Linked DNA regions of Gasterosteus aculeatus: region 2 is linked to region 1. The links are chromatin contacts, called in public Hi-C maps. All regions are on one chromosome and are shown on one strand. The core of a region is the stretch at or near the end of the contact, and the rest is flanking DNA. Distances in the headings are between cores, read along the strand shown.

What was found. Hi-C and Micro-C count contacts between places; a contact is called where the count stands out from the background.
Region 2: a contact with region 1 is called in a Hi-C map of skeletal muscle, with 4 times the contacts expected there. The contact joins two enhancer-like sites. A contact is called at or near these places in 3 of 6 Hi-C or Micro-C datasets (skeletal muscle and tail fin).

What each region holds. Positions count from the first base shown.
Region 1 is chr12:2,461,123-2,464,260 of fGasAcu3.hap1.1, forward strand. No RefSeq gene overlaps it. Among protein-coding and RNA genes, the nearest start is that of LOC120834793, 110 kb to the right of the region's middle. Within about 2 kb of position 1,624, at least 1 of the 9 cell types and tissues checked has open chromatin away from gene starts, as enhancers often do.
Region 2 is chr12:2,604,973-2,608,110 of fGasAcu3.hap1.1, forward strand. No RefSeq gene overlaps it. Among protein-coding and RNA genes, the nearest start is that of tshz3b, 35 kb to the left of the region's middle. Within about 2 kb of position 1,574, at least 2 of the 9 cell types and tissues checked have open chromatin away from gene starts, as enhancers often do.

The sequences.
Region 1 (3,138 bases), core at 374-2,873:
TTATTCTTGTGATTAGAAATATATGTCAGCTACCCTGGCAACCGGTGGAAGTCGGAACCCTGGGTTTCTTCTACTGGCCACCCTGCTGACGATGATGATGAGGAGGTCGGAGACGTTAACGTGTCAGACTTACATCTATGTAAGGTTGCCCTTTAAACTATACACGCCATATGCTTTCATCAGCACCTGAGATTAATATGGTTTTAAGAGAATAGTTCTCAAGATTTTTCTACTATTTCGTCTCAGACAAGAGGATTCTGGATTGTATTGTACCAGTTAATGCAAACACACATGATGTGTTGTGTATTGATATTCATTAAGTTCCTTCCCTCGGGGCTTCCGTAATGGCCAACTTTTAAGCTGCACAGGATGCTGGGTATTTTTTGTCGTATCTCCATTAAAGAATGCACATTCCCATCACTGTTCTCATGTCCGATCATTACTTTAGTTGCATCGTATTTCATGTGTAAAAGATTGTTTTTATACGAATGTGAATTGACACCAGGACTGCTTACAGGGTCTGCGTGTCTATCATTCCTCATATCTCCCAAAATCAAGATCCCTTTTGGTCTTGATATTGTGGTCCTCAGTCTCCCAAAGGCTTTGTCTTGTTCAGTCTTGAGTTTTCACCACATGCATATACCAGTCAGAATGTTACTGCTTTTTTACAGCAATGAGTCATATAATATGTATCATTTAACTAACAGCTGTAAAAGCTACTAAAATAGGTTTCTTCCATCGTGTCCATATCCTTCTTCTTTTACACAACATATTTTATTCGACTGAATTTGACGCAGTGCATTTTTCAACTGTACATGCCTCTCCACCAAAAACTAGTTTCATGCATTTTTTCAATTGCTATTTCACCATACACAGAGGCTTTACAAAGCTCCCGACCAAACAAAGTGAGTGATTTCCACAGTCAGGTGGATTCAAAGCCTATAAACAGGTACATTTACTCTAATAAGCCTGCAGTCTTTCTTACCTATTCTCAAATGACTCCTTGATGGTTGCCAAATGAATTGTGCAGCCAACCACAGCATAAATGCACGCTGTTAACACTCAATAATTGTGTGATTCCATTAGCATTCTTGCTGCGTACAAGCTAATTGGCTTTTCCATTAGAAAGCGTTGGGTCTGGTAGTATAATAAGTAGAAATGTTGGAGGCTTTTTCCCGGAAATTACGTAATGCAGTAATCTTCCGAGAGTTTTCATATAGTCTAATTGTTATGAAGATGAATTCAAAGACAGCAACAATAAGAGAGGAATGGGATTTTCGGGAAATGGTTGCTAATGACGGTTTTCCCTTTTTTAGCATCGCTGTAATGCTACTAACGGATTTTATAATGGAGCAGACTTGCTGTTTTGTTGCAATATTTTGCTCTCTCTTTCACACGAGCGTGCACACCTACACATACGTGCATTGCCTGACCTGCACAGTGTGATATTGTGACACCAAGCTCTGGGCTGTCTGCGTTCCTCGCTGATGTGAGAGAGAGAATGTGTTTGTGTGTGAGTGTATGTGAGTTGAACACTAAGGGCTGGGTAGATGACACTCCCATGGCCCAGTGAGACAGGCGTAGTTAGACAGGCGTCAGAAAACACTCAGTCTCCTTCAGCGTCCGCAAACACTTGACACACACAGGTGTACACGCACAGACACACAAAAGCCTGCACACTGGCATGCATGCATGACTAGACACGTGCAAGCTCACAAGACACTCGTGCCAAAGGAGATAGGCAGAACGCCTGTGCAATGAATTTTGTTTTATCTGCAGAAATAATAAAATAACCTTTTATAGCCTAAAATCTGCCAAAGTGTGTGTGTGTGTGTGTGTCAAAGTGGCTCAAAGTGACGGGTGCCTTGAAGTTCTCTTCTCCATCCCTCCCCTTTTCATCGCTCCTTCCAAGTCTCTTTTCTCTCCCCTCGCCACTTGTCCCTCCCTCCCCACCATACAGTGTCTGCATAATGAACCTGAATTCTTTTTGGGCGATATCCTCGAAGTCACAGACCTGTGAAACTGGGTGGACGAGGTGGAAAGTGGAGGCATGTGCAGACAGCAGCTCAAGCTGAGCTAGCATCAACACTGTAAAATGTAATAAGTTGGCTTTACTGGAAAAAAGTCAGGAAACCGACCGCCTCAAAATTATTAAAGTAAATAGTAAAGTAAAGTCGCTAATTAATTTTAAGTTGTTAAGGGTGAAAATAACTGAGCTTAGGGAACTGCAGTAAACATTAGTATAGTTAACTGAAAATAATGTTGACAAGTTCTTAAACAACAAGAAGATCTGAGTTATGTTAAGTAAGCAGTACTACGAAAGTTATCGTTACTAGTGCAACTCTTCACTTCATTAAGAAATAATCAGGAAACCAATTGCCTTAACATTTTCAACTAAGCTGAACTACAAACTGTAAGCTTGGGAAAGAAAGATAGAGAGCAGTTATCATGGAAGATAAAGTTTATTTTGTACTCACACATTTTCTTAATCTCATACATGATTAAAAATGCTGGACATGTTTTGAAATGTGGACATTTTGCTCAAAATCCTTCCAATGACATTTGATACCACCACACCCACAGAAAAACGTCTATATCCAATTTAACTGTAAGACTAAAAGCAATTAATCAAATATGAATCAATGTTCTGTTACTTAACTTGTGAAATTAGGTTTGTTAGCTCCCATTGTAGGGAAAACAGACATTTCTGAATTGAAAAATATGGCAATGCAGTACCTGAATCTCACTCTTATTGGTTGTGGGGGAATCCTGCAAATGACATCTAGACCACAAAAAAGGAGGCAGAGTAACCTGACTTTTCCCCACCTTTTTACAGATGATCTGTTTGACCAAAAATTGTGACACATTGTTTTTTAAGTTAGCAACTGCAGCTTTGACATGAACAAAAAGAAGAAAAGAAAACCCTAATTTGGCCGTTTGTTGTATTCAAATAAATATATTCAGTATGGTCAACAAAGTAAGCAGAAATTAGTTAAGCGCACATCGGGACCCATTTTTTTAAGTAAGGCCAACAATTACATTTCACAGTGAAGTTGAGTTGACGAGCGGGAAAGTTCTACGTCTCTCAGACTCAAACCTCAGAATTTATAGTATTTTCAATCTGGTAAGCTTTGTTAT
Region 2 (3,138 bases), core at 324-2,823, 140 kb after region 1:
AAAACAATAAGGCAGAGCTAACAACCCTCTCCCCTGCGGCCACTTCTTGTTTTGTCATCTTTGTACTCTTTGTCCCTTTTGAAAACTCTCTCTGTCCTTCCTCCAACACAGTCTCCGTTCATACTTATGTTTACCACTTCCTTAAGTCTTTTTCATTTTTAACAGAGACAGTGTTTCTAAATGTTTTATTTTGTCAGTTTTTCAGTGACTACAGGAAAAAGGCCACTTGCTACTCCAGTGTTTCAAGGTGTTCTCGTTCTTACTGTTATTAGTTCATGTGTGAGTACATATAGTCAGTTTGTGGGGTGCATGGGTGCTAATTTAGTGATTCACTGTTTACATTCAATAGAACACCTCTTCTGACTATACCTTCACTAGGTACGAGCACTTACTATGGCACTTACTTATAGCTCGTTGTAGTTTGGCTTTTTTGAAAGATTTTTGTTGTTTTGGTGCGGTTCCCCACAACACATACAACATTCATGCATTATTTAATTGTCAGATGTTGAATATCTATCTATGTATCAATACATACATATATTGTTATTATTCCAAAGTCCAGCCACTGAAACAGTTTATTCTTCCTCACACGAGTGCTGTAGGACATGACACACACACTCAGACACGTACGCACAAGAGTAATGTCCTGAGACACATGTTGCTAGGACACAAGCACCAAGAGTGGTATGGCAAGCTGTCTTTGTTTGTGCAGTGAATATGTGTGTGAGTGTTTAAGTGTATGCATTTACGTGTGTGTGTGTGTTTGTGTGTGAGAGTGATAACCCGCCAAGGGGACTCAAAAGAGGCAGCTAATGGACTCCAACCACGGAGCACTTGTCACACAAACATTTCTGCTGTCAAAGCAGTTTATCACACGTAACACAATGAGACACCCACCCTCCCTCTTCCCCATAGACACATACACATGCATACAGCGTCCCAAAGCAGCCATTTGTCCCAGCTTGCACAGAGTGGTTGGGAGCGGAGCAGAGCAGAGAACAAAGGAGATGAGACAGTCAGAGAGAACAGTTGTGTTTTCACAGTTGTTTTAGCAAATCCGATGTGACAAAGTGAAAAAAGAGGGCGCATCAGCACCATGCTGCTACGGACTTGCACACACTGACAATGCCGCGTGAGGATATAGGTGTGCACAAGGACTCTTTGCCAGATATTAATCAGTATTAGCCTTTTTCAGAGACGTCATGCTGTGTAACTTACCGCTGGATAGGAAGCATGTATGGATGGATTTGACGTAATCAGACCTTTTTGTTTTTAACTTTGGAGACCACCGTAACAGTGCTTCCTTGAGAGGGTGGCCGACCTTTTACAAAGTCCAGGGAAATATGGGACCAGGGACAATGTCGACCACAGAGCTTGATGAGAGTTTAACCTCATGTGGACGTCCTCCAGGCTGTGATGGTCCATTCATACCATGAAAGGGTGAACAGCCCTCTCCAAGTCAAAGTAATATCTATATCGAAGTAAGTTTTATATAACATGTTTGTGTCTGAAGAGTGTGTGTATCTTGCTACTTGTTTTGATTAGAAAAAAGATGTCTGTAATTAATGTCCAGTTGGTTTAGTCAGAAGCGCCTCAGTGGCGCCGCTCACAGGACAGCTTAGGTCACACATATATACACACACAGCATACTTTTATGTATCTCTTTCTCACACACACACACACACACACACACACACACACACACACACACACACATACAGACTCACAACTACACACATTCAGTCAACAGCACACACATGCAGAAAACATAAATCATCTCCAAAAATGCAAAAATCTGCCACCTTCTTGTTACTTTGTTTTCACAAAGGTGTTATTTAAAAGGAAATTTGGACTAATTTTAAATTATTAATATTACAAAGTGTTTGTATTGTGCCCACAGCCGTTAAAAAAACTGTTCTGTGTATGATTCAACCTTTTGGGCTTCCAACGTTCAGTAATATCTGTAGACAGATAAACTACGGAAACAATTTGGCTTGGTGGTATTTTCATTTTAGTCTTTTCCTTGGGACCATCGCTGAGGTTTAGTCTGCTGCTGGAGTTCAGAACTGTATTTCAACAACCAGCACATCTTAATATGTACAAATATGAGAACATTTTGGATAATATGAAATGTTGTTCCATTACCATGTATCACTTCGATGATTACCTTTTGCACATGTCCTACTGGTCTGCTGGTTCTTTTTGTTTGCTGGATTTTCAGTTGGTTGCATCAAAGAGCTTCTCCAACGACTACAGACAACAGATTGAATGCCGCACCCAAAGCAGGAAAAGACAATGCAGTGCAATGAGGCTACTGAAAGGGATAAAGAACCAGATAGGCACACTGGGCATATCATTTCAATTATTTCAGCGTGATCGTTTCTTAAGCAAAACTTGACGAGACAAGTTTTCCAAAGAACTGGATAACCAGACTGAATCCTTAGTTAGTCAGTTGCCCCATGGACAATTGATATGAATGCACAACTGACCATTTGAGGTTTATATGAGACTCACAAGCCTTTTAACTAACTAACTAACTAACACCTGGCAGAAGGTTCAACCAAACACTGCAGACTCTATTCCTTGTCAAAAACCCAAACGTCTTCTGTTTTACTGACCACGAGGTGCAACGTCACTGATTGAGATGACGTAACAAGAGTACTCATATGATTCCAAGCTATGCCGTTGTTTCTTCTAATGCCCTTAGCAGTAGTTTGTGGTCTTGACCTACCACCAACCACTTCACAAAGGAGGGTTTCAGAGGGGTGATTGGGAGCCATGTTTCCAAACTCCCAGGAGAACCTCACTGCTTTATTTGATGTCTGAATTAGGATACATTCCCCTTGACAGATAACTTCAAAAATGTTATCACAATCAATAATCGTGAAGATGAATAGAAATGTCAACACTACATATCCTTGATGAGTTCTCTTTTGGACAAATCAAATATTGACAGAAATATTATCCAATAAGCTGTTGTCCAGTAGGTTTAAAACTGTGTACTTTTACTTGAGAGCACAATTTCCCATAATGAGGGAAGAATATAGATCGTTTTTTCTAGACGACCTTATTGAAAGTTATACTGATGGATTGACTCTGGCTTATGTAGGCACATTAATTATTAGTGAAACTCGCATT